Linked DNA regions of Mus musculus: region 2 is linked to region 1. The links are chromatin contacts, called in public ChIA-PET maps. All regions are on one chromosome and are shown on one strand. The core of a region is the stretch at or near the end of the contact, and the rest is flanking DNA. Distances in the headings are between cores, read along the strand shown. Region 1 overlaps Pebp4 (phosphatidylethanolamine binding protein 4). Region 2 holds the start of Pdlim2 (PDZ and LIM domain 2).

Region 1 (5,715 bases), core at 870-3,369:
TTTATGTATATCAAACAAATTAATTTAGAGACTATCAATTTATGAACACTATCTATCTATCTATCTATCTATCTATCTATCTATCTATCTACTTACATAATCATGTATCTAACATCTACCTACCCCTTCAAGCTTTTCATTTCTTTTCTGAAACATTATAAAAATCTTCACATTTATTGGATATTATTTCATTGCAGTTTCATAACCCTTTAACATATAAGTGAATCTGCCATGTTTTCTGGAGCAAGTATCAGTACAAACATGATGGCTTTTGTGTTTCTAAGTGTCAAGGACATTTTAAAATGTGGGTCTTAGATGTGGAGGCGCAGTGATTTCAGAACCTTTCTGTGGTTAAGAGGACCACAATGTGGAATATTTATAATGGCAACAGCATCAGACACATCCCACCTAGCCCAAAATTTACAACACAGTTCTTTTGAGGTGGTAGACATGGGGTTCCTGTATGTGACTTCACATTGTGTATTGCCAGAGACTGAGAGTCAGATGTCAGCAGGGATTACAAGCAGCATCCCAGACTGGCCAGAGTACCAGGCCATTGGGCTATGGCATCGTGTAGCTTCCTCAGCAATTCTCAGATGGTATGCCATGTTTATGTATATGCACGTGTGTATGTTTATTTCATTTCTCCATGGGGTTTTGAGTTTCTTGGGGGTATTTAGTACTATCCTTCTACAGCTTCCTACAATACCTAACAGAAAGACAAGAAAGGAAGGAGTAGAGAGAAGGAGGAGTCTGCCTGGTCAGTCTTGAGTGGGTTGAGTTATCTTTTGCTATGAAACTATCAACAGCATGGTCAACAGTACAGAATGGAAAGAAGGCTTCTACATGGCATATGGTGCTGGCTTTGGGGAGAAGGTATATCAGCCGTCACGGTTTCTTTCATTTGCCACTGTGCTATCTAAGGAGCCATTCTTGCCTAGGCCAAGAAAGAGCTATATAGTAATTGTCAATACTCCAGATGGTGATGGCCAAAGGGGCCTTGGTGGTCATGTATCCAACTCATCATCCAAGTTGGCAGGATACTGAGGCCAGGAAGATGAGCAATCCCAACCAAGGTCAATAAACTCATGGTAGGTAAGTTTGCAGTCTCTCTGGAAGACATCTTGTGGCCTAAGCCAGTTTGGAAACTACAGAGCACTTTGCTGTGGGAGAGAAGAAGGAAGAGGCTGTTTGATGAAAGGGAAGGCAGTGGAGGATGTTGGGAGGCGGGAGAGGGGAGTCTGTGGATGGTGAGTAGTGGCCTGTGGTCAATGCTGGGGGGTATGTGGCTATTGGAGGAAGCTGCTTGGCCCGTGCAAGCAGAAGGAGTAGTCTTTGAGAGGGACAAGGAAGGCCGTGATTGTCAGCCTGGCTACCCATTCTAAATATGTCAAAGGCAATGTGATCAGAAGTGGTACTCTAGACAGGATAAGTGTTGATGCCAGTGAACACGGTGGAGCTCAGGGTACAGGGTTGGACATGCACCATTGCAGGGAGGAGGCGAGCAGAGCCTTCCCAGGGGGACTGGGAAACTGGGGCAAGCACCCTGGAATGGCTAGGGAACAAGATAGCGTGGAATTGGGTGCTAAATTGTGCGGCACAGCTTGCGCTAAGTGGGAGGCGGTAGGTGGGGGGGGGGGGGCGTGGGGGCGGGGCAGGTCCTAGAGTCCCAAAGAAAGCACCTGAACAAGAGGATGTTGAATGACTTCAAAAGAGCAGTTTTCAGAGAGATCGGGTGCAGGGTAGATTGGTCATGATTTTTATCTCCTGTATTTTGTGTTGATGCTTTGATAACCCGAGGAGTGCTTGTTCTGGAACAATGTCCCTTCCAAGGCTGCCTACTTCCTAGAGACTGCCTGCAAGCACACCAGTCATGAACACACTAACCAGCCCCTAGCCCATCTCTTCCATCCCTTCCTTTCCCTCATCCTCTCATACCTAGCCAACATTCCCTGCCCCACGCCACCCTTGGGCAGGTACCAGGCGGCCGGGACAGACTCCGGTCACCCCAGAGCCCACTGATATTGTGCCAGCTCATCAGGGCTAAGCTTGCTAGGGCTTGCTTGCCCCCACTCTGCTCTTTTCCTGCAGAAACCACAGCGAAGGCTTCAGGCCACACACTCTTCTGCAGCCTCTGCTTCCTGACACACCCCGGGACTTCCCCATGTGACTCTGTGTGGCACAGCTTGGCAGGTCTCCTTCTCTTGAAACTGAGTAATAAAAACTTCTCTCAGTGGAATTGATCTTTCCACGCCATGCCTATAAATTATGACCTGGATGCCCTTGAAAGGAAGGAAGTGGGGGCGGGGGCGGTACTGGAGAAATGGCTCAGGTGTTAAGAGCACTGACTATTCTTCCTGAGGTTCTGAGTTAAATTCCCAGCAACCACATGGTGGCTCACAACCATCTGTAATGGGATCCTATGCCCTCTTCTGGTGTGTCTGAGGACAGCTACAGTGTACTCACATACATAAAATAAATAAAAATCTTGTAAAAAAAAAAAAAGGAAGGAAGGAGGGAAGGAGGGAGAGAGGAGGAAAGAAGGAAGAAGGAGGGAAGGAAGGAAGAAAGGAAGGGAGGAAGGAAGAAAGGAAGGAAGGAAGGAAGGCAGGCAGGCAGGCAGGCAGGCAGGCAGGCTAGTACTACTTCTAGGGGCCACTGTTACAGAGGAAGGAGAAGCTTTGCCTGGGAGATAATCTAGGGTGATATTCTGCTCTTTGCTTTGTGGCCAGGGCCTCTGTATTAGCTCTTCTCTGAGTGGCCCGTGGAATATTCCCATTTTGTCTATTGCCAAGTTGAGTCTGGGGCTCGAGTCAGCTCGCAGCTTCTCTCTGTGAGTGGCCCTTTCAGCCAAGCCTTCAACTGTGTTGTTTTCATGTTACTAAGCAGCTCTGAAGCCAAATGGAGCAGATGATTCCAGAGCTGTAGATGAGAGGATTGGGAAAGAGATGTATCTGTCCTTAAAGTTGCATCCCTTGCCTGGGGCCAAGCGAAACTCTCAAGTGCCCGGTTTTGATTTCTAAATGGAGAAGAGGTGAGAGCTGAGCTGCCTGCGGTGAATTTCCCCTTTCATCTCCATTAGTCAGGCCCAAATGATGGGTCCCTTCGCACCTGGGGTGACTTAGCAAACCACCCACTAACCTCCAGTGACCTACCAAACATGAGCCGGAGGCGGCTTCTCTCGTTTCAGCAATGTTGGGGCACCAAAGACTAACTGCTAGGACCCTTTCCTTCATTGTGGTCCACACTACACTTATAGGTTGTGTGACCTGGGGTTCTCAGTGTCTTCATGGGTATGACCAAATGAGTCCGGGGCATCTACTAGTTCTGGAGAAGAGCCAATCTGTGGTGACAACTTTGTCTCAGTTTCAAGGCACGTGTTAGAGCTCTGCGTGTGTGCATGCCTTTCTCTCTCTCTCTCTCTCTCTCTCTCTCTCTCTCTCTCTCTGTGTGTGTGTGTGTGTGTGTGTGTGTGTGTGTAGAGTTTAGCGTAGGGTGTCTTCCTTTACTCTCCACCTCATCTTTTGAGACAGGGTTTCTCACTGAACCTGGGACTTCCCAATGAGATAGACAAACAAGCTTTTTTGTTAGTCTGCCTCCTTGTATTCAACTCAGGCTGCGCACACAAACATTTGATCCACTGACCCATACATATATCCCCAGCCCTGGGGCTCTTGGCCCTTTGCATCAAGAGAGGAGAAGATTTCCTTGCAGAGCATGTGGTCTCTGCTAACCGGTCTCCCTGATAAAAAGCACCCTGGACTGCTGAGGATGTACAGCGTGGTGTCGGAGTCCCTGAGACAACACTTGGGTTTATACTGGGGAGGGGAGTCAGACTGGGGCAGGTGGCATGCTAGCCGGGAGTAGTGGAGTGTCCTGTCCAAGGAGGGGCTGCAGAGGGCAGCAGATGTGTGTCTTGGAACCAACGCTCTCTGCTCAGGGATCCCTGAGCGAGAAGAGCCTATTTCCAAACACTAAGCTGAATGTATAGCTCCTTTCTCTCTGCACATCCCAAGCCAACCTGACTTCAAAGCCCCACGCAACCTTACCTCTTCTAGGCCTACCTGAATACCACAGCTTCTCTGAGGACCAGGCTCTCTGTCCTGATCTTTCCTCTAGCCACACACCCCCTCCTCCCACCCCTGCCTCCAAAGCACAGAATGGGGCAGACATCCCAGGCAAGTCCGTTGACTGATGAAACCATATTGAGGAAATATTAATGTGGGAAAGGCCCCCGTTTCCTCTCCGGAAAGGAGGCAGGTCACGGTGGGGAGTGCTGAGGACACACATTCCATGTGACCTTCGGTGATCTCATGGGAGCCTGGCTTCAGCCCTTCGAGGTGCCTGGTGAATCTGCCCTTCACAGATGAGGGCTCACTGAGGGACATAAGCAGTCAGTCATGAACTCAAGCCTACTAGATGCCCGTATTCCTGTTCGTGCCACTGAACTAAACTGTCACCTAGGGAAGAAAAGGGCCCTTCTTCCTGGCTGTGCTCTCCAGAAACACCTGTTTCTAATGGGCACAGGCCAGGGGACACAAAGCAGGGTCTACACAAAAGAAGGAGAGAAGGAAGAGGGTCATGGCTGGAGCTCAGGGCACCTGCAGCCTTACGGCCACTTTTTATGGCAGAGGGAGGGGGACTGGGGAGGATGCTTGTTTCTTAGGGAAAGGGGGTGGGGCAGGACCTGATCTTACCTCCTCCCTGAAGCAGCTTTGCACAGCACATATAGATGGGCACCCACCAGGCGCGGCCAGCGCACACACATGCACACATATGCAACACATGCCTCCCTACCCGGAGCAACACGGCTTCCCAGCCACCTCGACCCTCCCCCCACCAAACCCCTTCTCCCTCCTACCCTATATGTGCAATCTTGTGAAAACTCCACCACTCTTAAGGTTAATAAGGCTCATTTGCTTAAGATAGCACCTGTTTCTATGGTGACTCCTGCCACCCAGAATCTGTTCATCAACGGAGACAAGAGAACAGTGACTTCCACCCTCTTTGAAAGGAAAGTGCTGGTTCTTATTGAAAGGCTTGATAGGCCAGCAGCCCATAGAGCTCTGAGCATTTGTCCTTCCACCCCGGGGGGGGGGGGGAGTCCATCGCATGCCCCTCCCCACCATTCCGAAGATCTACTGATTCCTCCCTAGGAATACTGAGGAGCTCTGGACTGGCCTCCTCCTTCTCCTCTTCATCTTCTCCCCGCCTTCCTCCCCGTCATCCTCTTTCTCCCTCCCCCCCTTCATCCTCTTCTTCATCTTCTTCCTTCCTCACACCCCCTCCTCTCTGAGAAACAAAAACCCTAGTGAATGAGGGCCCTGAACTCGGGGCCGCTTGTTCTTCATTCTCTGACCGCCACACTGGCTCCATTGGGGGTTATTTTGGTGGGGAGGTGGAAGGGGGGGCAGGCTAACTGGTGAGTCCCTAGTGTGCTCCTGAGTCTGTCTCTTCAGCCTCAATGTCACAACCTAAGCCTCTCACCTTAGCAAGTGTGGATTCCTGTAGCTGCCTCCAAAATGTACCTCCTGGCTGGGACCTTATCCATCCCTGATGTAGCCAGGATGCTGCTGGCCCCACAACTACCCCCACCGCCCATCCCCCTTCTCCCAGATGAGACATGTGTAGGCCCCATCCTTCTCTGTGGCCCACCCTGGTCTTCTGGTTACCAGCTGAAGTTCGCAGCACTGGCTGCCAGTAGTACCAACCACC
Region 2 (5,715 bases), core at 1,816-4,315, 200 kb before region 1:
CTTCTACGGGAGCCACCTCAGCGGCTGATAGAAAGCACCATTCTTGGCTGGGGCTGACAGTTGAGCAGGCAGTAAGGTGCTACGCACGTGTCACCTAACCCAGACAGTACAACTGGTGACAGGAGAGAAGCTCTGAACTTCAGAGGCTGAATCCTCAATGGAGGTTGGCATCAGCTCAACCTTATCACTGCCTACCGCCTGCTTACCAAGTGCCCTGAAATCCCTGTCCAGAGGCCCCTGGAGCAGGAGAATCACGTCGGACTTGGGGAGGGACTAGGGTTGGACTGCCTCTATATTTTTCCTGGTACTCTTGGCTCCTTGACCTGTCACTTAAGGTGCCCTTATCTGAGGCAGGGTTGATGACGGGAAGAGTGATGCACCAGATCTGTCAGGACTGGGGAAAGCCTAAGTGCACAGGGCAATGGCCTGGCCCTGGCTGGTTTCTTGAGCCTGGGTGTGGCTTGGACCCTAGCCAGGATGGTTAAACAGCTGCTTGCAGAACGAGACCTGCGTGCCACCGTGCCCTTCTCCATTCCGTCGCTACACCCAGGACTCATCTTGTCCTGGCTCTGGATTGACAAGTCCAGCCCATTCTTGCCTAGAAATAATGACTCTCTAGGGCCCTGGTGGCCTGCTTTTGATCCCTTAACCTAGTGTTTTATATTCCTTGGTGCCCTCATGAAACAGTTCAGGGTTGAAAGATTTTCGCCCCACTCCTGGACAGATCCAAGCCTCTTTGATGAGGCTCTGGAACCTCCCTCACAGCCACCAGGCAGGTCTGTGAGGTGCCCACTTTGGCACCTCGACCTGGTGAAGAGATCCAGAGGCTGCTGGATGAAGGATGTGACTTGCACCAGGCACAGGATCACTTAGAGCAGGACAGGTCCTTTCTGCTAGTCAGTTGACTTTGCAATGGGATTTGTGGATACTCCGTCCAGAGCAGGGAGAGTTGCAGACGAACCTTTGTGTGTTTACAGAGCCTGTCTGAGGCACTGAGGACAGTATGGCACTGTACTAGTTACACAGTAGGTGCTCAATAAACACTTAAGATTGTTTGAATCATTGATTGGATGAGATGGAGGTGAATTCTTTTCTGTTGTCTCCCCTCCCTACCACATCCTTCAACCTTTCTGCTTTGTAATCCTTGAACTTCTCCTCTGGGAAATCAGGTGTTTAACAAGAGAGTAAGATGAACATTACTGGTTGGGGGACGGGGGACGGGGGACGGGGGACGGGAGGGGGGGGCGGGGACCGAGGCCCCCAAAGAGCTGTGGAAACTGCTTTTCCTGGCTTTGTTTCCCAGTTGCTGTGGTAAAACACTGTCAGAGTCAGGGTTTCTATTGTTGGGATAGAACATGACCAAAAGCAACTTGGGGAGAAAAGGGTTTTTACAGTTCCACAACACAGTCCATCATCAAAGGGACTCCAGGCAGGAAGTCAAGCAGGAGCGATGGGGCTTGATCTTCAGGGCTTGCACAGCCTGCTTTACTTATACCACTCAGGACCACCTACCAAGGGATGGAACCGCCCACAGTGGGCTGGGCCCTCCCGCATCAATCAGCCATCAAGAAAATGTTCCCCCCAACAGCCACGCCCACAAGACAGTCTGAGGGAAGCAATTGCCCGGTGAGGTGAGATTCCCTCTTTCCACAGAACTCTAGTTTGTATCAAGTCGACAAAAAGTAAACAGCACACCACGCAACACCACACACACAGTTAAAGGAAGCCATGACACTCGAGGATCGGACAGTGTGAACCCCAGGCAGTGCCTGCCCTACCCGAGGGCTGCTCAAGAGGTTTTCAGGGAACTGAGGGTAGAGCTTAAAAGGGAGAATACGTACAGATCTGGGGCCCTGTCTTCAATCCCCAGCACCAAACCAAACAAACATAAAAGGCTTCCAAACTAGCTGCGGAGGGAGAGCAGGTGCAGCAGACAAGGGGCCCCTCTTGGAGGCCCCTGGAATTAGTCTGTGGTAGAGCCATTTACCTGCCCAAGGAGAGACTGTGGGAGGTGGGGCCAGGGAGGCAACCTGGCTGGCTGGGAAGTGCAGAGACTCTGAGCCACACCGATGCGCGTCGTAGGTGAGGAGGATGGTGAGGGTGGCGAGGGCAATTCTCTTGGGGAACTCGGAGAGAATGACTCACACCCGAGGCAGGCAGGTTACAGCTGGGTCCACAGGTGTGCTCTACGCTGTGCCAAGTTGTAAGAGCAACTGAAGAGGCAGGAGGCAGCTGCGTGGGCTCTCAACTCCCCAGGGCAAGAGTTGCCAGGTATAGCTCTGGGGGACCCTCTGGTCAGATGGCTCCTCCTTCCTGGGCCTACACCTGCTCTCCCCACCTCCACACCGTTGCCCTGAGTCATGGAGTCTGGCATAGGAATTGGGCAGACAGGGTCCTCCGTAGTGCTTAGAGCTGGCCCATGCCAGGCAGAATGGTGGGAGAGGAGGTGCCTGATGACCCTGCCAAGTGCTCTCTATCTCCTCTGGGTCTGGGCATGTCTCCCTGCTCAGGGCAGGCTTGCGGGGGTATCTGGGGCTAAGTCACTGCGCTGGCAGTACAAAGCCAGGGGCATCTGTCTGGGAAGAGATAGGAGGGTGGAGGTGTGGCCCAGGCTTGAGATGTGTGGGTATCGGGACTGTATCTGCTCCAACATCGGAGCCAGGAGTGGGCAGAAGAATCGGATGGACCACAGACAGGTCCATCAAGCCAGCGGTTGTCTGACAGAGGTCTGGGGACCGCGACATCGAGGGATCCTTTCCTATTGTGGGGTGGGACGCAGTCTCTGTATACTGCGCACCGTGGGGATGGTTTGTCATTTGAACCGACCCCCTGTGCTTAGGGACAGTCCGGAGGATGTGGACACCTCGGAAGGGTCTCAGTCTAGAGGCGGTTTTCAGGAGGGTCTGCTCTTCTCGCTCGCCCACTTCCAGCTCCCCCACAAGGCGCGGGCCAGGTGGCGGCGCCCCGGCTCGGCAGCGCAGAGGAGGCGGCTTCCCGGGCCAGGGGCGGCGGCAGGGGCGGCCCCGGGATCACATGGGCGGAGGCAGGTCTGGGAGCCCCGGGCGAGCTCTCCCTAGAGTCGGACAGACGGCTGCGGTGGAACGGCGGCGGCTCCTCGTCCTTACTCCCTCCGTTCTTCCCTCCCTCCTTCCCTTTCCTGGCTGGCCTGACCGCCCAGCCCGACAGGCAAGCGGCAGCCAGGTGAGCGCGCGCCCACCTGCACCCTCCGCGGGCCACCGCCCTCGGCGATCTCCTCCTCACCGGACCCTACCCTCGGCCCAAAGCCCCTTTTCCCTGAAACTTCTCTTCGACCTGGATACCCCTTGGCTTGGGTTCTCCCCTGACCCAGACACTCGTCCTCTAGTCCCAGTCCCAGTCCCACCCCCAACCCCCTCCGCCCCGGGGTATTTTGGACTTGTTGGGAAGCAAGCTTGAGAACTGGTACTGGGGACAGCCAGACTGACAGCTAGGCAGTTCACTGAGTCCACTGGTCGGCTCAAAGGTCTGAGAATCTCAGGGCGTTTTCAGTCTTTCTGTGATCAGCCTGGGACACCGTGGCTGGGCCTGGGTGAAAGGCAAAGCCAGTTGCCTGGGGGACAAGACAGTCGGACTGCTGGCCTGGACAGCCTCCCCCTCCCCCCAGGCCTTGATGTTCTTGAGATATTGGACATACTTGCTGACCCATATCTCCCCAGGGACAGCCTGAGGATGGGTGCTGGGCTGGGTGGTGCCCAGGCTGGCATTGCAGCTTCCTGCCTGGGTTGGCTCCTGGCTCCAGATCTAGAGGCTCAGGAAATCCTAGGAGGGCCTGGTCCACAAGGACACTCCCTTGTGGGTCAGCGGGGGCTGTGGATGAGAAGTTTGTGGCCAAACTGGCAGCATCATGAACTTGCCCTGCTGGCCAGTACCAGGGTGGCTGTGGGTGTGGGTGTGCTTCCCTTGGCAGATGAGCCTTGGCCTCCTTTCTCAGGCTGCTCACTAGGGTGCAGCAGGCCCCTAGAGGAGGTAGCAAGCTTCCTCTTGTTCATCTGAACCCAGCTGTTGGGGTCAGGCAGGGAGCCAGGTAGCCCCTCTGAAGACCTTAGTCTGACACCTGCCAGCCCCAGCCTCTGCTAACTTCTTGCTGTCTGGTGGGGCTATCCTGAGGCTTGCTGTCCTCCTGTATACTCTATACAGAGTGTAGAAAGTATTTTGTGCTCTTCGTTTAGGGAACAGGAAACAGGTAGTGAAGGGGTGCGGGGTGCGTTCACTCCTACCACCTGCTAATTCCTTCCCACAGTTCTCCACCAAGCACTTGTATGGAAGTCTGACCTCTTGTCAGTGGGACTGCTGCCTGTCTTAGGGGATCTACTAGTCTGAAGACCCTAGAAGGGGGAACTCAGAGTCTTCAAGGCCTCCCAGGGTGGGGGGAAGTGAAACTCTTAGAAGAGGGAGGGACTTAGTCACTTCCTCTGTCACCACCCGCCAGGCCCAGGCCCTGCTGGGCTGCTCTGAGACCAGCCACCGTCTTCTCCCTTTGCTTTGGGGTGTACTGTGGAAGTGGGCCCCACCTCCCAGTCTTCTCTTCCTCAGGCATGGCGTTGACTGTGGATGTGGCAGGACCAGCACCTTGGGGCTTCCGAATTAGCGGGGGCAGAGATTTCCACACACCCATCATTGTGACCAAGGTAAGGGCTGTTTTTAGGAGATAAGGAGCTAGCTACCCCCTGAAAGGGGGTCTTGTTCCCCACGGGTACTTTCCCCAATTTGTTCTGGAGCCTGGAGTCTTCTGGGGCAATGTTGGCCAGGGGAACAGTTGTGCTTTGTGGCATGAGTATGTGAGGGCTCCTTTAGGAGGGCCATTAGAAGATGAAAGGAAGGGGACCAAGGACAGGGCCTGCCCTTTGCCCTAAGTCTCAACCCTCACACCTGCCGGCAGCCATTTAGGGTAGTTACACAGGGCAGGTGCTTCTGCTTGCTCTTGGGAGCTTGCTAGTTTCTTTTTCACCCAGGCTCGGGCCCAGGTCCTGGCTGGAGAGCACTCAGGGCAAGGGTGGTGTTTAGGCAGCCACCTGCAAGGTATGATTTGCACGGGCAGGGTTCTCTATCCAGAAGTATTCCCAAGCTCAGTTCCTGACATTCTGCCATCACATTCCTTGGGAGGCCCATGTTTGAATGCCAGTGTATGGGGGATTTGGGGGGAGGTTGCCACTCAAGCCTGTAAGGGATTAGCTGAGAAGCTGGCAAGACCAGGAAAGACAGAGAAAAAGGTGGTAGAGGTGTACTGTCTTGTTTCTGCATTTCCTGGGCAGCAGAGGAAACCTTGAGGACCCTTCTGCTCCAGTCTCCTCAAATATACTCCTATTCAGGGTGGGTATTCAGCAGCCAGCATCTGGCTTCTCATCTCTTTAGGTCACAGAGCGGGGCAAGGCTGAAGCAGCTGATCTCCGGCCTGGCGACATCATTGTGGCCATCAATGGACAGAGTGCAGAGAACATGCTACACGCGGAGGCCCAAAGCAAGATCCGACAGAGCGCCTCACCCCTAAGACTGCAGCTGGACCGGTAGGTCTTCTATCTCCACTGGCAGGTCTTGCCACCTTTCCCTTTTCTGCACTTGCCCAATGCCAGCCAGGCAGCCACCCTCAACCCTGCCTACAGCCCCAGTGCAGTCCCATCCCAGCCTTCCCAGGCTCCTCTGGCATGTCCTGAGCTCTGGGACTATGGTAGGGACATG

What was found. ChIA-PET counts read pairs in DNA pulled down with a chosen protein or histone mark.
Region 2: a contact with region 1 is called in an RNA polymerase II ChIA-PET map of memory CD8 T cells, with 8 read pairs. The contact joins the promoter of Pdlim2 here to the enhancer-like site in region 1. A contact is called at or near these places in 3 of 39 promoter capture datasets (the HPC-7 cell line, embryonic stem cells and pre-B cells), 1 of 115 datasets of contacts at active chromatin or transcription factors (memory CD8 T cells) and 2 of 9 other capture datasets (adipose tissue and liver).

The regions. Positions count from the first base shown.
Region 1 is chr14:69,975,560-69,981,274 of GRCm38.p6, reverse strand. All of the region lies in intron 4 of Pebp4 (phosphatidylethanolamine binding protein 4), which reads right to left. All of the region lies in intron 1 of Gm41198 (a long non-coding RNA gene), which reads left to right. Among named protein-coding and RNA genes, the nearest start is that of Gm41198, 17 kb to the left of the region's middle. Within about 2 kb of position 2,119, at least 75 of the 459 cell types and tissues checked have an H3K27ac peak or open chromatin away from gene starts, as enhancers often do. A contact at or near this core is called in the HPC-7 cell line, adipose tissue and memory CD8 T cells, where this site is marked.
Region 2 is chr14:70,174,165-70,179,879 of GRCm38.p6, reverse strand. Pdlim2 (PDZ and LIM domain 2) reads left to right here and starts at 3,065. Exons shown (of 10, transcript NM_001253736.1): 1 at 3,065-3,201; 2 at 4,573-4,667; 3 at 5,392-5,543. The coding sequence starts at 4,575.